Linked DNA regions of Mus musculus: region 1 is linked to region 2. Evidence: chromatin contacts called from public HiChIP or PLAC-seq data. All regions are on one chromosome and are shown on one strand. Each heading gives the region's core, a stretch centred on a gene start, on an enhancer-like site or on the middle of the called end of the contact. The rest is flanking DNA. Distances are from core to core; before and after follow the strand shown.

Region 1 (5,695 bases), core at 612-3,111, 48 kb before region 2:
TTTCTTAATTATGAAGAATTATTGCAAAATAGTTCCAAAGTTTAGGTGAAGTGTCTCCTGTGTAGTTACCAGCTTGCCCTTTAAATTTGTTGATTTTTCTCACAATTACCTATATATAAGAATAAAATGTGTTTTCTAAAATGACATTTATTAAATACATATGCAAAATTAACCTAATGGCATCCAAATATTTCCGGTTTACCCTTGTTAAGTTGCTTGTACTGACCAGAATATGCTGTTTATTGAATGGATAATTGAGCAGATGTATTTGCATTCACATATACATATGCATGTGTATATGTTCATTATGTATATGTTAGTGTATATATTTGTCTCTGCCTGCCATGAGAACCTGGCAAAAGTTTTCTGTGTGTTAAAATAAACTACCTCATCAAATTTTGAGGTTTCAATAATTTCTTGTAAAGCATGCTTGTATGTTTTTCAAGTATTTACATCTGTAACATTGGTTTCTGCTAAATTACTACCTAAGAAATCTGAAATGACCATTAAAAAAGAAGGCATCCCTAGATCAAACTACCCTTTTATGAAATGATAGAAATCATTTAAAGATAGGACAATATTTCTATAGATTTATGAACTGAAAGTGTAAGTGTCGCTATGAGTAATAAAAGCTTATCAGAGAGAGAGAGTACTAATAATATTGAACATCTGAAAACACATCCTCTTGCAAATGGATACTTCCATGTTAATCTGCATAAAGATCGAAAGCTACAAATAGTTGTCTGACCGTTAATGGCTTAACTTTGCCATTTTTACAAAATATAAATAAAAAAAGAGAACTGGAGAAGATGTAGAGTTTTCCACATCCACAGTGCATCTGCCATGAGCACTTGAAAAACTCAAACAAATGAACAGATGTGTAATATGGCAACAGAGAAATTAAAATAACAAAACAAAACTTTGGGTTGAAATTGTAAAATTGTTGAATTCTGCTAAGTTTTTAATAAGTTATTAACAAACATAGTGAAGGATACAAAATTCTAAGCACTGTAACACGCAAATCTTCAATTTTTCTAATCATCTTAGTAATGCTAATATTTTCGAAATAGCTATTTACCTTTGCGTTTATGGGCTGGTTTTCTGGTTCCTTCTAGATGTTTCAGCTTGTGATTTTAGGATTATTGCCAACTGAATAAGACCTAAAAATCACCTGGGAGACAGTCTTGTAGGCATTCCTTTGAGGGATTATCTTGTGGGAAGACCCTTGGGTTTTTGTTTTTGTTTTGTTTTGTTTTGTTTGCAATTATAATTACATTTCTCTCTTCCTTTTCCTCCCTCAAAATCTGCCTATATACTATTTGCTCTCTTTAAATGACCTCCCTTATTATTAGTTCTTATTACAGTGAATAATCTTCCAGAGATGTTTAATTTTTAATCTTGATTTTTTTAATTCCATAAGACACACCTTAAAAATGATATTCAGATTATATTTCCTCTATTACTAAAATGGCAATCACCTCAAAGTAGCACTCATCATCATTGCAAGGTTCAAGACAGCTGATATAGTCAAACCTGTTTTTTCCAGGATACTAGAAACGATCATCAATCTAAAACATCTGATGTCCAGGAAATATCCTGAACCACAGCCTGTTTGCAAGAAGGACAGAGCACTGGATCTGGGCTTTAGGCAGGTTGCTCGGAGACGGAATTCTTAGGATCATAGAGGATTTAGGACAGAGATAAAGCACAACCAAACCCAATTGCTTAGGTCCCCTGAAAGATGGACTATGCTCTCAGCCAATCAGAGCACCAAGCGACCTCTCCATCAGCCAATTAAACTGCCAGAACTCCAGCCTATCACGGCATTTCCTGAGGTCCCTGGAACGCTCTCTGGCCGCTAAAGTGCAGGAAGAGGCTGAGCCTTTGAGCAAAGGGGAACCATGGAAAACATCCCTACAGTGGGCTTGGGCACCTGGAAGGTGAGGACACACTCCGGTGTGGGTGGGGCTAAGGGTCCCGGAGCCTGATGAGTACATGCTCAAAAACAGCCAGGGGCACGGGATTTCTTTTGCCTAGGGTGATTCCTTCCAGACCCGGGCTCTGATTAAGGTTTTCCCCCAGACGGATTAGAGGAGAAGTTGGACTCTCTCTCCTGTGATCCTAAAACACCCTGCTCCCTGCGAGGATTCAAAGCTGTTAGACTAACTTTAAATAAAGCAGTGTGCTGTTAACCTAGCCTTGTGTGAGCTAATCACGGACCCCCAGCCTCCGAAAAATCATTTATGCCTAGTGGCACTCATCTTGGCACAGCAAAACCGAGTGTGTGTCAAATGGCCACAAGGAAGCGTGCTACTTTGCATGCTAAAACAAACCAAATAAAAATAATTAAATAATTGCACCGATGTAAGTGTAATGTCTACTTCTGGAGTCCACTAGCGACATTAGAGATATTTGCGAGTAGTTACACTGCTTGCTCAGTTGATTTTGAATGTAGGGCATAATGAACGTGAAGTTGAATAGTTGAATAGGCCTGTCTGACTCTGGGACAAGTTGTGGGGGAGGGGGAGGCATGATCAAAATTTGTTTCTTTTTATGGTTTGGGGGTTTTGTTTTGTTTTGTTTTTGATAAAAAAGTAAATTTAAAAATTCTGTTTATAGGAAGGTTTTCAAATAAATGTTTCTCCAGAATTTTTTGTAAAAAGGATGGGATTATTATTATTATTATTATTATTTTGGCAATTTGGTGATTTGAGTGTTCTTTGGTACCACATAGTGAATGCTGAGATGTGAGATGAAAGAAATGTCAATAAAATAATAAATAAATAAAACTGTGTGTGTGGGGGGGGGGGAATCACCCTCCCAACACAATTGAAGCATTTAATTCTATCTCCTGAAGACACAGGAATATGACTTTCAAAATATGTGAAGGCAATGGAAAACCATAGCAAATGTGACACTGACTGATGATCTTAAATAATGTCGCTATGCTAGATATGTATATCCCCTTGATCCAATAACCAAGTCATTTAGGACAAAGCAAGGAAGAGATCAAATTCAAAGCTACCTTGAGCTACACTTTTCATATTTGATGGAAATGTCTGTGTCTCACTAAGCTTTTCCTGTGTGTACCCTACAGATATTGAGTGAGTCCATGTGTGTGATACTTGTTTTATGTTTACAGTTGATTCATGCATCCCTGGGTGCTAAATATCAGACCGCTTCCTGCCCCAGCTGTTCTTAGCCCTTCTGTAATCGGGAAGCACAACACAGCAAGAGCTGAAAAGCACCCTGTTTCCAGAATGAGTAAAGATAGCAGAACAGAATATTAATCATATTCTGACTATGACGTTCCATTCTCTACCTTTTGGTCTGGCTGATGTTCATACTGCTTTACTGATTTGAGTATTTATGTATTGCTTGGCTATACTTTCCCACATGACGGGGGAGAAAGGGGATTGGGTTCCCCTGACAGAAGAAACTTTCCTTGTGTTTGGTTATATTCCAGGCCTCCCCAGGAGAAGTGACTGATGCAGTTAAGTTGGCTATCAACCTGGGCTACCGGCACTTCGATTGTGCTTACTTATACCACAATGAGAGCGAGGTGGGAATGGGAATCAGTGAGAAGATCAAGGAGGGCGTGGTGAAGAGAGAGGATCTCTTTGTAGTCAGTAAGGTAAGGCTTCTCCACTTCCGCAGGCAAAGCTCCTGGCAGAGCTGGAACCATCTAGCCTAGAGGATTTGGTCAGTTTCCTTATGGGAATTGGTGCTTTGGGGATGTAGTTGATTCTCCTCTAGCTTTGTGAACATGTGAGGTTATGTTTTGTTTGCTTACATCTTTGTTTTATTATTTGGCCATTCAGGTGGCCATGCAGAGACATACCACCAATCAACAATACTTTCATGAATGAAATCTTGGTTGAGTGACACCACCTTTGTGTCTGTAGTGAAGAGAATAAAGTCCGAGCACTTTTGAATTCTTGTCTACTACATAGACCGGCCTTAACTTGGAATCACCTGCTAGAGGTGATCAAAGGGCACATTCCAAACTCCACACTAAGAAATTGACTCTGAGGTGATAGCTGTACAAGCAGGAAGCAAGTCAATCACGCTGTATGCATGAATGACCAGGTGTGGGAGTCTCTGTGAAGTCAATCACGCTGTGTGCATGAATGAGCAGGTGTGGGAGTCTCTGTGAAGTCAATCATGCTGTATGCATGAATGCAGCAGGTGTGGGAGTCTCTGTGAAGTCAATCATGCTGTATGCATGAATGCAGCAGGTGTGGGAGTCTCTGTGAAGTCAATCATGCTGTATGCATGAATGAGCAGGTGTGGGAGTCTCTGTGAAGTCAATCATGCTGTATGCATGAATGCAGCAGGTGTGGGAGTCTCTGTGAAGTCAATCATGCTGTATGCATGAATGAGCAGGTGTGGGAGTCTCTGTGAAGTCAATCATGCTGTATGCATGAATGCAGCAGGTGTGGGAGTCTCTGTGAAGTCAATCATGCTGTATGCATGAATGAGCAGGTGTGGGAGTCTCTGTGAAGTCAATCATGCTGTATGCATGAATGCAGCAGGTGTGGGAGTCTCTGTGAAGTCAATCATGCTGTATGCATGAATGCAGCAGGTGTGGGAGTCTCTGTGAAGTCAATCATGCTGTATGCATGAATGCAGCAGGTGTGGGAGTCTCTGTGAAGCAGAGGGAGGCTGGAGGTGTCAAGGCTCCAAAGTCCTCCTGTGTAAGATGCTTGCACGTTTCCTTAAAATGTAGGAGGTTGAGAAAAAAAGCTGTTTCTAAGTCAGGTGGTTTCTTTTACCGGCGGATGCAAAGGACATGGCAGTATCTGACGGGAGCAGGTACTGTACACAGTGTTATTACCAGCACAGGTGATGACGGGAGCAGGTACTGTACACAGTGTTATTACCAGCACAGGTGATGACGGGAGCAGGTACTGTACACAGTGTTATTACCAGCACAGGTGATGACGGGAGCAGGTACTGTACACAGTGTTATTACCAGCACAGGTGATGACGGGAGCAGGTACTGTACACAGTGTTATTACCAGCACAGGTGATGACGGGAGCAGGTACTGTACACAGTGTTATTACCAGCACAGGTGATGACGGGAGCAGGTACTGTACACAGTGTTATTACCAGCACAGGTGAGAGGTGATAACTGTGCTGCCCAGTGAGGAAGGGATGAGAAGTGGAAGTGGATACAGAAGAGAGGAAGGAAATAAACACTGTAGGAAACACAGTCAAACTAAGGTTTAAAGCTACTTTTTGCCAAGTGTGGTACAACTGTCATCTGTAGTTCCACATATCAGGGGTGTTTCTGTTGGAGACTTAGCTTCTGTCTTTGTGATCTATTTTTACTGCCTATCATTGTGTAAGCTAGAACAGAGTGTGGGTGGAGAGGACTTCGGGAGCACTTGCTAACGAGGAAGATTTTCTTGAGAATCTTCAGGCAGAGGGATGAGGAACTCAGGATTTCCACATCTGCATCGTAATTGTATACTACATCCAAGTGGGTGATAGTCATCAGTGAAAGTGTGTTGGTCCTTTTGGGGATTTGGAAGAATCCCTGAAATATAATTAAAATTAAGGAAGTTATATATTTATTCACAGTAGGAAATTATTATTAGTAGTAAGATGCGTTTACATCTAATTTGGGTTTCTCCCTGTCTTCTCTGTCTCTCTGTCTCTCTATCTCCATGTCTCTGTATCTCTCTCCCC
Region 2 (6,362 bases), core at 1,182-3,681:
GATCAGGACAATAGCGTTGCCTTAATGGCTCCCAACAATACCTAGTGGCAAAACTTTCTAATGATCACAAGCTCACTGGAAGCAAACCCTTTACAATTATCAGGATGTAAAGGAAAAAACAACCTTCCAAATTTATAATAATTCTATATGGAGTAGGCAAGCCAGATTGTAATGCCTCTATAAGTTCTACAGCCTCGTTGACCTTTCATAAATCTTAAAATTACACTTTATTTTGAGCAACACCTGGATAGATCTGTATTAATGTTGTTTTAGCTTAAAAAGAATAATTCCCTGGAGGAAAGGAGAGGTAAGGTCCCAAAAACCTTCCTAGGCAGGGTTTGCAAAACAAAGAAAAGCCACACAAGCCTTGCTCAGGCTCCTCTGAGCTTTTCACTAACTCAAATGTAAATATTTCTTAATCTAAACATACTGCCTGAGTCCTGGCCCAAAGATTATCCCTTCTGCAGTGAGGACAAATTATGGGAAAAAAATTGACTATCTGTCTATGCCTCTAACTTTTTGGACAGTCTTTTTTTTAAGATGACTTATACTTAAAACGTTCTTTATAACCGTAGTGCTGTAAAAGCATTGCTTGTACTGTAGTCCCCATGCAAGGCAGCAACTATACCCAAACTGATTGCATAAGGGTCCAATTTCTGCACAAAGGCAAATATATCTAGATAACTCTGTGTTTGTTTTGTATAGCTGGATGGTCAAAGTGAGCTGCATTAGCACACTCATAAGATGATTACTCATGTAATCATCCTAATTAAAATATATGGTTGAGTTGAAAATCTTATACTTGTGATCAAACTGCAAACTGTAGTCAATGGAACACTGGCAATTTTAACCATAATTTTTAAGTTTCTTTGGCAATATTAGAATATATCTATAATTTTTGGAAAGCAAAACCCAATTTTAAACAATTTATTCTCTTTAAAATCAATACCAGAAACATCACTTTCACATTACAAAGTTTGGCTGCCAAATCATACATATGAATGCATGACAGTATAAATTTTAATGTTTCATGAAAGAGATATTGTTTTAACTCTTATCTCTTATAAGTCTAGTTTTTAGGATAAGAATCACATAAAATAGTATCCCAATGTAGAAATATCCTTAGAGGCCTTGTTTCCTGGGCTCGTACATGCCACGTGCTGTTGTTTAAAATGACTCCAACCCTGAGTTACCAGTTTTAACGTAACTTTCTTGTTATCTATGTTATACCTTTTTAATCATACCCAATAACTTATAAGCCAATACTCTAAGACCAAGACATGCACAGCATATTTATACCTTTAAGACCAGTCAGAAACCAAATGAAGTGACTACATGAATCTTATAAATTTAGACAAATCAAAGAATTTTTTTCTAGCAATAATTTCAAGATAAGAAACACTTTGCCATTTGCTGAACCCAATAATCACAATTGCAGAGAATTTTTTGGAAAAAACAACTATCAGCTTATTTGCCTTAGAACTAAGAAGTTGCAGACTTCTTTTTAAAAACAGCATTTCAGCAGGCCCTATCCTGCTGTGCTTGACTCCTGGCTAAGGTGTGAGGCAACTTAAATCAGCCTCCACTGTGCAAACTGAGACTGAATCAAGAGATTCAGTCAGCAGATAAAGTTTTAACTATTTTTATTCAACATGAAACATAGAACAACAGTTGTTCAGACAACAACAAAACAAAAACAGACACGAATTGACACATGGAAAGACTGGTGCACCAAACACAGACAATACAGAGAGGGTAGAGAACTTGATGTAACCAGAATTATGGATGTCTCCTGTATGGGCCAAAGAGAAAGCAGTACATCTCCAAATTTCCCTCTGTTCCTGGGAGAGCTCCAAAATCCATTTTCCTTCTCTCTTGGTCTCTCTTTCTCATGTCATTTGTATATCTAGCATCTCCCACTCACCACCCCCTTTTGTATTTTACTCTTTTTATTTGATTTTATCATTTTAAGCCCTACTCCTCTTGCCTGATGCAGTTCTTGACTGCAGACAAATGCGTCTTTAGAATTTTCCACTCCCGTTTTCCACGGTCAACCCCTAGTTGTTATCAGCACTGGGCCAATACTGTATTCTTTTTGCACCTTTGCAAACAACAGCATTCAAAAGATGACATTTGTAGTGCTAACATTAATGCTGTATGTTGCTTATTGTGCAGGGATACATCTTCTTCTGTTTTCTGTGGAGCTCCACCAAGACAGTGTTTCCCTCAATTGGTCCTTCTGTGTTCAGGCCGCATATTGGGCGCCACCTGTAGCTGAGGGCAGCTAAACAAACTAGGTTCCCAAAAGGGAGGCTGGGGCTGTATGGGAGAAACTGTGAGAGAAATAACAAGCCAAGGTAAAGTTAGGGGGAAGGGATCCCACCCCCTACCATGCCAGGATCTTATTTTGTCAGGACAGTGTCAGGAGAACAGGTTTAGCCTCTCAGCAGGTAATGGGGCCTTGGAGGAAAGCTGCAAATGTGGCAGGACAATAGACTTTTTCTAGGTCAGAAGATTCCACCCTAGGTGGGCTAGCTGACAGTGACAGAGCAGGTCTGAGCCAGCCTGCTCAAGGTTGGGGGAGGCTACACATGGAAAATGTTACAGCCAATGTCCAAGCAAAGATCCCTAACCTCTGCTGCTGCCTGAAACCATGGTGATATCTGAATCCATGATGCCACACAAGGCCATGTTTGAGTCTGTGACCTTAATACAATTGGGTCGATTTTGATGTCTAGGGCATCAGGGTGATATCAGAGTCACAGAATAAATGTTTTTAGTCCTCCATTTCTGTTTTATGGAACAGTTTCAGGGATATAGATGTTAGCTCTGTATTAAGTGCTTAGTAGAAGTAGTAATGGGTGTGTTTAGACATTGCTTTTCTTTATTTAAAGATTTCTGTCTCAACATGAATTGGATTGGCTGCTTTGGTTATCTAAAAATACTATATATATATATTAGGTCATCTGTATCTAGGAATTATAAAGATTTTTCAGGTTTCAGATAATAAAACTTCAAGTACCTCAAATGACACTATTTCACTGGAATCTGGAGTAAACTCCCAGGTTTCATATTAAATTACCACTTTGGGTCTTCTGTGTTTTTATTGTGATGAATGTGGCTAAAACCTTATCAGTCTTGGCTTTTTTTTTTTTTTTAAAGAATGTAATTTTTGTTTGAGTTGCCTTATTCTGTGCTCTAGTTCATATTCATGCCTGCCTTTGATTTTATTATTTCTTACTATAACTTTTGTTTTTATTTTTTTTTTCAAGGATTTAAAGAGCCACCTTAGGTTATATATTTCAGAATTTTATGATACTTATTTTTCAAATTGGGATATGCAGTGCTTCCTTATGTCCATTTTAATATATTTTATTTAATACACGCATGTGCTCAGATCAAATCTATTGTTCAAATAATTTAATTAATCCCAGTGTGGTGATCCTTCCTGCCTTAGATAATCTAAGATTCCAAAGGAAAGACATATACACAGCTTTATGCTGTAATATGTCTTAAGTAGCACAACAGCTGGGCAACTGCCTATGTAGCCCCCATGCTGTTAGAATCTAGTTTCTATCCACAACTCCATTATTACTATTTTTCATCTGGGCTGCTCCTAGCTCCAACTGGTCAGCCCAAATGGCCACATTTTATGGTTCAACTAACCCATGGTGGATCCCTTCTTCTCTCCTGCACACTTTTCTAAGGTCTCTGCCTAGGATCTTTAGCCTGGAAACCCTAAACCTAGCCTAATTCTCTTCTCTCCAGCTATTGGCTGCTGGCATCTTTATGTAACAATCAGAATTAACTGGGAGCAGGGTCCCTCTGTGACTTAAGAGAAGACTTTCTCATGCAAACAGTTTTGGAGGACCCGAATTAACATTAGAATACAAGCAGCATTATGCCAAATCCACTACACAAATCTACTTCCCCATTCTCTCCCTTCAAATTCCTTTCTTACTTCTCCTTTTCCCTTCAAACATCATGTTCTCTCTCCATCTCCCTCTCCTTCTCCCTTTCTCTCTTCCTCTCTCTCTCTTGATCATACTTTTTAATATCCATTGAGTCCATTTAGTCCCACTTGTACATGTATGAGAGAATCATAGCCTTAACTATGGGGGAAGCCTCTCAGGACCTGCATCCCTGAAGGAAAATGACTGCATCTCCAGGCAACCATCACTTGACAATAGCTTCTCAGTGAACATAAACACTCATAACTATAAACCATTTTCTTAGAACTTTCTTGACTATATCAAAATATTCAGATAATCTGTGCTTTTCTTTTTCTTTAATTCCAAGAGCATTTAATTCCTTCAAGGGTCCTTAGTCATTTGAGAGTGTGTTCTTCAGAATCAGTGTATTTTTTTTAGTTTCCACTCTTTATTTTTATTGAATTTTAGATTGATTTCATTACAATCTGCTAAGATACAAGAGTTATTATATTGTATATGGTAATACTTCATTTGCAGCATTGAATGTCATCTATTTTTTAATAGTTTCCAGTTGAGGCCAAGGTAGGTATCCTGAAACTGTTGAATGGAATATTTGTTACATATATGTAATATTCTTTGATCTGTGTTGTACAATACTTCTTAGGTTTCTTTGGTGACTTTTCATTTAGATGACCTATCTAGATATGATCATGATATATGGGAACCATTACTCAGTCAGGGTCTATCTAATATATCATCTGTCAATGTTTGTTTTGTGAAATTGAACATCATAATAATTGGCACATATTTATGCTTATATTTATGTAGGGACATGGGCATATGCCATGGCTCAACATAGAGGTTAGAAAAGCAGGAGTCAGTTCTCTCCATATACCATGTGGATTCCAGGGAAAGAGTATAGATTTCTAGGTTTGGCTTCCAGCATCTTTTCCCACTGAGCTATACCATCTTCCCATGCTTAAGCTTCTTGATGATTTTTCCCCTCTACTATTATAAAATAACATATTTCATATGTTCCCCTGACTATATAAAGTTTGAAGTATATATTACCAGCCATCTGTACAGCTACACCACTTTTGTTTACTTGTAGATTTTCTTTTCAATGCTTTGTTTTTTAATCTATGAGGATCTAAGTGAATTTTGTTTCTTGAGACATAAATCATATCCAGTCAGTTGGTATATATTGATTAGTAAGTTGAGGCTATTTATACTTAGTTATATTACTGATATTTTAATAGTCATTGTAAATTTATTATTCTCTCTCTTTCTCTCTCTCTCTCTCTCTCTGTTCAGATCAAGAGTTTGTTAGCTTAATGCACTTGATATAGTTAATTACTACCTAGTGTTCTTTGTTTAGTCACCCCTCTCATAAAACATATTCTTTCCTCTTCTGGTATGGTTGAAACAGTCTTGCTTCCTCATTCATGTATGCCATCTGCTTAGGTACCACTTGCAGCATCAGCTTCCTTCCTCAATCATGTATGGCGTCTATTTAAGTATCATGTACACCAGCACCTCAGTGCACATGAGTGGCTTCTCTAAAAGAAAATTATTTCTTGGTCATTATTAAAAGGTAGCTTTGGCTGGAAGTAGTAATCTTGCTTTGTGGCTGTTTGTTTATTTCCAGAGCTTGAAGTGTATCTTTCCACGTATTCTTGGCTTTGATGAGAGAACAGATATTCTTCTAATGTTTCTGCTAACATAGGTAAGTTGGTTTTCCTTCCATATTTGTGCTGAGCTTTGTTTGTATTGTTGGCATCATGACTTATACAATGTCACTCAGAGTTTTCTCTTCTCATGTCTATTTGGTGTTTGAAATAATTCATCTGTTTAAATGTCTACTTATTTCTATAGATTTGGAGAATTTCCAGTCACAGTTTCTTTGACTAAACTTTTTATGCATTATTGTTTGTTTTACGTTTTTCTTTTATTCTATGATTTGTTTTTCCATCAAAGAGACAGTGAATATGTTTATTTTTACTTCATATATATTACAAAATATTTTATTAAGTTTGTTCTCATATTCTTCCTTATGCTTTATTGATTCTGTAAGGGATACTGTCCTCTCTATTATTACATTATCATCACCATCATCATAATTAATTAATGATAAAGGGTCTTACTATATATACCTGGATGCCCTCGAACCCACTATGCTGACCAAGATGATCTTAAACTTAAAGATCTGCCTGTCTTTGCCTCCAAAGTGCTGAGATTAAAGGTGTGTACCCACACATCTGGCCTCAATGAGCTATTTTTTACCTTTTGAGGTTTTTATCATTTCCAACATAGTTGAGTTTTTTTTCTCTATTCCATTAATGACTTTTCTTCCACCTTTTCTGACTTTTTCATATATATTGATTTGTGACAATGCAATTTTATCAAACTATTTCCTATATTCTAAGAAAC

What was found. HiChIP or PLAC-seq counts read pairs in DNA pulled down with a chosen protein or histone mark.
Region 1: a contact with region 2 is called in an H3K27ac HiChIP or PLAC-seq map of epiblast stem cells. The contact joins the promoter of Akr1e1 here to the enhancer-like site in region 2. A contact is called at or near these places in 4 of 39 promoter capture datasets (the C10 cell line, the HPC-7 cell line, embryonic stem cells and 1 more), 1 of 484 Hi-C or Micro-C datasets (8-cell embryo) and 3 of 115 datasets of contacts at active chromatin or transcription factors (embryonic stem cells and epiblast stem cells).

Annotation. Positions count from the first base shown.
Region 1 is chr13:4,605,330-4,611,024 of GRCm38.p6, reverse strand. Akr1e1 (aldo-keto reductase family 1, member E1) reads left to right here and starts at 1,861. Exons shown (of 10, transcript NM_018859.2): 1 at 1,861-1,940; 2 at 3,467-3,634. The coding sequence starts at 1,902.
Region 2 is chr13:4,556,825-4,563,186 of GRCm38.p6, reverse strand. It overlaps Gm40657 (a long non-coding RNA gene), which reads left to right. Exons shown (of 3, transcript XR_873105.1): 2 at 5,581-5,658. Among named protein-coding and RNA genes, the nearest start is that of Gm40657, 5.8 kb to the left of the region's middle. Within about 2 kb of position 2,431, at least 8 of the 459 cell types and tissues checked have an H3K27ac peak or open chromatin away from gene starts, as enhancers often do. A contact at or near this core is called in embryonic stem cells and epiblast stem cells, where this site is marked.